2 separate regions of the Zea mays genome follow, and region 2 is linked to region 1. A link is a contact called in public Hi-C data. All regions are on one chromosome and are shown on one strand. The core of a region is the stretch at or near the end of the contact, and the rest is flanking DNA. Distances in the headings are between cores, read along the strand shown.

Region 1 (2,700 bases), core at 80-2,579:
GGCAAAAATGGGTTTATCCTAAGTAGTTCCTAACTCAACACAGCATTAGGGCATGAGGTTGATTTGTGGCACTAATTGACTACTAGAAGGACTAGCTACTGGGAGAGACGACGGCCACTGAACAATAAAAAAAAATCCCTAGAGCAACAAGCTAAAGCAGTCATTGGTTACCTGAAACCTGCGGAAAGCTAAGTCCGAAAGGTAGCAATTCTAGGACAGAACATTGTCACAGAGCGATCAGCATTAGTATAGTACTACAAGATCCAGCTCCGGGAAGAAGGTTCTGATGAGTGCACCCAATTATTACCTTAATTACTCCCCTGCGTGCTCCGTCCCTGAATTCGACACAAGAATATCTCAATCATGCATCATACGAGTCCACAAAGCTGAGACAAGGAATAGCACACGCGTACCGTAGATCATCAAACAAGAAATAATAAATGACGTGATGAAGAAACGACTAAGCAATAAGCTAATGGAAGAGAACCAAGAGGATCAGAAGAACTGCTGCTAGTAGTGCTGGGCCGCTAGCTAGCTCTCATGGATGGATGGATAAGTTCATAGCTTGAGGGACAGGTCAATAATCTCCTCCCCGTCCTCTCCGCCGGCCCTCGATGCACCGGACGAGGCTTGTGCACCCCCCGCCGGGGCCGGGCGCGGATAAAGGTAGTGTTGACGGCGGTGGTGCCACGCATCGGCGCCCGGGTGGTCCGCCCTGGAGCGCGGCGTCGGCGCGCTCTCGCTGCCGGACGCCCTGCTGATGCCCTGGTCGGCTACCGGCGGCGGCGCGGCTGGCGCCGAGGCGGCCTCCCGGCCTCGCCTCGCCAGGTTGCGCTGCACCTTGTGCGCGTTCTGGTGGCCGCCGAGCGCCTGCGAGCTGCGGAACTTCCTGGGGCAGTAGCAGCAGGCGAAGACCGCCTGGAACCTGGGCGGCGACGACGGCAACGGGTGCAGCGAGAGGCTGAGCTCCAGCCCCTCGTCTTCCCGTTCCGCCGCCTCCATGCCCGGTATACAGGAGGCGAGGAGCCTGTCCATCCTCCTGTCCATGGGGCTCGGGCTAGCTAACTAATTGACCAGGCTGCTGCTACCGTACGTACCGCGCCTCAGGTCAGGGTCTCATGGAAGCCAGAACCAGCAGGATGGATCGGACCGGAGCTAGCCAATGCAACGCGCGGGGAGGGGGAAGGCCGCAGGTGCCAGCCGGACACGCAAGGTGATCCGGGTAGAGGAATGTGGCAGCTCCCCACTGGACGAGGGAGGCGCGGCGGGCGGGCGGGCGGGCTGTCAAAACCCAGAGCTGCGTGTAATAAGTGTCGCACACTCTCTAGTGTCAATGCCTCTCTATATACTCGTATATATAGCGTTCAACTTTTTATACATTCCATTATATATATAACTAGGGCTCCTAAATTGTTATAAATTATTGTAGAATTTGTGATCCAAATTCTGAAGAAGACGCCCAAGTTGGCAAGCGAAGCGGAGGCTAGCCGAACTTGTCGAGCCGTTTCCGAAATTTGAAATCCCATCCCAGTCTAGATCTGAAACTCTCGGAATTGCTCGCTAAAGTTCGGTACGGTTCCAACTCCAGCGATAACTCCGACGAGCAATTACTTTTGATCTGTGCGTCATCGGCAGATCTGAGGGTACCGTTGCGTTCGTCCCGTCGAGAGCTTCGTCCTGGTGCCTTCGATTCGTCGATCTGACCGACGGTTCGTCCTCAATCGACGAATTTGTCCTCGGCTCCAGCAAGGTCGTCTCTCCGGTGAGCCTCTCCTCCATTGTTTGTCGTTGTGTTCGTCGTTTTTGTCTTCCCCGCGCAGCCCCTCTCTCTTCCCTCTCTCTCTCCCTGGCGGCGGCGCCCCCTCTCCCTCCTTCCCCCCACCCGCGTAGCCCCCCGGTGAAGGCGGCTGACCCACGCGCCCCACGCCCCTGTGCGCCGCGGTCGTGGCCCCGCGAGCGCCCGCGGTCGGCGTGGCCCCCTCCCCTGCACACGATTGGCCTCCCCTCCCCTCCCCTTTCCATGGTGAAAGGAAGGAGAAGAAGAGAGGAAGAAGGCAGTATTTTTGCGAAACCCCATGGGTAATTTTAAAACTGTGCGCAGAAATTTGCTCCATTTTAAAATCGCAATAACTTTTGTGTTTTAAACCCGATTAACTCCATCGTATTAAAATTGTCAAAGATTGAAATTTGTTCCGTTTTAAAATCGCAGCCCAGGGACGCCTGTGGGTGCGCGGGGGGGGCTCCACCCCCGCGGTACGGATCGTTCCCTACTCACAATAGGGTTTCGCCTCTATAAATTCACTTGTAATCCGTAGAAGATCATCACATCATTGTAAATCTCCTACGATTTGTAACCACCCGAAAGATAGTGATAGTGTTGGTGGCCGGCGGCCGTGGTTTTTTCCTCTTCGCTTTGTAGGGGTTTTCCACGTTAAATCTGTGTCTTCTCTGTGTTTGATCTACTTTGTATCGTATTGTTTCATAACAATTATCATAGAATTGATCTATGGCTCAATCTACTAAAATAATTGTCATACGAATAAAGAAATTGGTGTAGACACATATCTTAATAAACCACTCAACCACAACTTTAATTTCCAAAGTCTTCTAGCTGACACGCCGCAAGACTTTTGGTGAAGCCATGTACAAGCTGATCTTTAGTTAATACAAAATTAAGCTTAAGAAACTTCTTTGTTACCA
Region 2 (2,760 bases), core at 199-2,698, 160 kb before region 1:
TAAAAATAATAAATGGTCGACTGACTTGTTACACTGACAGAAATAACATCCAAGTCTCCCAATCCAATTCCCCTTAATGAAGTTAGCTTTTGTTAGCAAGGCCCATTTTCTATGAGCCACATAAAGAACTTGATTTTTGGTGGTTTTTTTTCTTTACAAATGTGTTTAAAATGTAAACCGGTTTCATTTCTAGTAAGGTATTGTATACAGATTTGACAGAAAATCTTCCATTTTTCCTAGATTTCCAGATAATGCTTTCTGGACTGTCATTAAGATGGAACGACACCACTTGTTCCTAAATCTTATCCCACATATATATACTTGAGGTCATCCACTAATAATTAGATTTTTGGCACACTTACTTTCTTCTGGTTACATAATTAATAAGGGCCTGTTTAGATACCAGGAGCTAAAGAAAAAGTGGTTAAAGTTTAGTCAATTTAGGGGGTTAAAGATCTAAACCGGAAGAATGAGTGACTAAAATAATAAAAGTGTACCCTTTTAGTCACTTTTAGCTCCTAAGAAGAAGCTAACCTTTAATCAGTTTGCTTTTAACCCCTGGATCCAAACAAGTCCTAAATCACCGGTATAACTAGGCACAATGCCTCATCAGACAGCCAACTGCCAATCCCAAATTCTACTTTGTTGTCCATTTCTAATTTTAATGCCTCTGCCTGCACGTATACTATTTTTGTTTTTGATTAAGTCATACCACATAGGAGAATCACTCAATTTATTAGTAATTGTATTGTATGAACTGAATCATTTGGCGTATATTTGGCTTTCTTTAAGCACAGGCACACTGCTACCAAAAGCATTAGGCGCTTAAGCATCACCCTTGTGGCTGGCACGAGAACCATTTGATTCACGACAGATTTAGCGCTTGTTTGAAGTGTTGGCTAAAACTAGCAATCTACAGGGAAGAACACCATACATTAGTACTCCGTCGGGACACGCCACCACATGCCGCTGAAATATATCCGCAACGATTCTCCCAGCTGCTTATAGCTCAGAAGCAAGAGCCAAGGCCGGCAGCTAACCACGACTCGTCTAATCATCCCTGGACCATAGCGATTAATAAATTGATTAAGCTAGTACATCGCCCCTAGATTTCCGGCAGAATTAAGAAAACCGCGGGCAGCAGAGCCGATGCCGATGGCAACAAAGAAGAAGGGGCTGTTGGTACTGCAGCCGCAGTCTATAAAGATAAAAATTGTAGAAGTAGTAGGAAGCTTAGCCGGAGCTGGCATGGCAGGCTGCTGCTGAGTGAGCAGCGGTGGGGGCCTCCTGGCTGGCGCGTGGAAAAACCCGAGCAAATGGCAGCGTGAAGCACGTCCGAGACTGAGGTCAGGCGTCGGGCGGGGGTTGCGGCCAGGGGAGACGAATGAACCCCTGCCCCCGCCTGGATCCCATCGCAAAAGCCCCCTCCCCCTCTCCGCCTTCGCGCATATTATATTCGCGCACCATCGCAGCAACTTGCACGGGCGCCGATGACTAGTTGCGCCAGATGCACTGCATCTGCTCGGCGTGGTGCCTCCAACGTCCAACCCCTCTTCCTCTTGTCTCTCGTCTACCTCTCTTCTGCCCCTCTGCGTCCGTGTCTCCATCGTCGTCGCTGCGTGAGGTTGACGACGACCAGTCACAGGATCTGTTCGTTCCTCATGCGACCCAGCTAGCTAAAACTGGCATGCATGGACATGCTACGCTGCTGCGTCAATCCATCTCACCAGGTACGCTGCTGTACATGCTGCTACGAGCCTACGATCGATAGCAGTCTGTGCCTTCCTTTGCTCGATGCCGATGTTTATCTGCATGTGATCGTATTCGTATGCACGGCCCTCCGCCCTCTCAAGCTGAGTGCTTTTTGGTGGGCCCATCGTCCTATATACGCTCATCAGTTCACTGACGACGATATAACGACTGTTGGGGTTCAGAAACTACATATTGTGGTGCTCGCCCGATCTCTTTCTTGTATATTCTTCTTATTATTAGTCTCTCTCTCTCTGAAAGAACAAGGAACTAGATGTCTTGTTTTGTGCCTCCTACTATACCTTTGCGTGTTTTTCTTGCTTTTGTCCATGGCTTTTCACCGGTCTGCTGGGTGAAGTAATTTACACGCATGTCTTACGCACGCGCTCCTTCAGTTGTCCGCATATCTGATCATAACATCGCTTCATTCATGTGCTGACGAGATATTTTTCGCCGCCGAGACTGCAGTGCTAGCTAGCTAGATCTGGCCTGATTCGCCGATCGAGCGGTGGTGAGACGGAGTGCTTCAGCTCAAAGACTGCTAGTGGTAGGCTGGTAGCTAGCTGTGTGCCTGTGTGCAGTGTGCACTGCCACTGCATGCGCGGCGCCTTGGACTTAAGACGGCAGCACACGCACGCGAGGAGGCGTCGGCTGAAGCGAGCGCTCCGGCGGCTCCGCTTCGCTCATCAGGTTCTTGAGCCCCGGAAACGATGAGCACGACCCGGCCGGAGGACACCCAGCAACTGATCAACAGTGCCGCCGCTAGCCCCAACCGCAGCGCACCGTCCGCCGCGCCCAGCGATATGGAGAGGGGCAGCGGAACCGCCGCGTCCTCGTCGCGCGCTTCGACGACGTCTCACTCCCACCAGAGGGCCACCCACAGGGTGGTGGAGGAGGAGGAGGAGGAGGAGCCTAGTAGCAGCCGTGGCGGCGGCAGCCTCTGCTCCGGGTACCTGTCGCTCCCGGCTCTGCTGCTCGTCGGCGTCACCGCGTCGCTGGTGATCCTCCCGC

Evidence for each region. A called contact is a pair of places that touch in the nucleus more often than the background predicts.
Region 2: a Hi-C map of ear shows a contact between it and region 1, with 2.1 times the contacts expected there. The contact joins the promoter of LOC100274970 here to the promoter of LOC100383297 in region 1. A contact is called at or near these places in 2 of 25 Hi-C or Micro-C datasets (ear and an unstated tissue).

Annotation. Positions count from the first base shown.
Region 1 is chr10:121,860,072-121,862,771 of Zm-B73-REFERENCE-NAM-5.0, reverse strand. LOC100383297 reads right to left here and starts at 1,329. Exons shown (of 1, transcript NM_001175957.2): 1 at 1-1,329. The coding sequence starts at 1,047. The coding sequence ends at 559.
Region 2 is chr10:122,017,662-122,020,421 of Zm-B73-REFERENCE-NAM-5.0, reverse strand. LOC100274970 reads left to right here and starts at 1,448. Exons shown (of 2, transcript NM_001357707.1): 1 at 1,448-1,730; 2 at 2,218-2,760. The coding sequence starts at 2,460.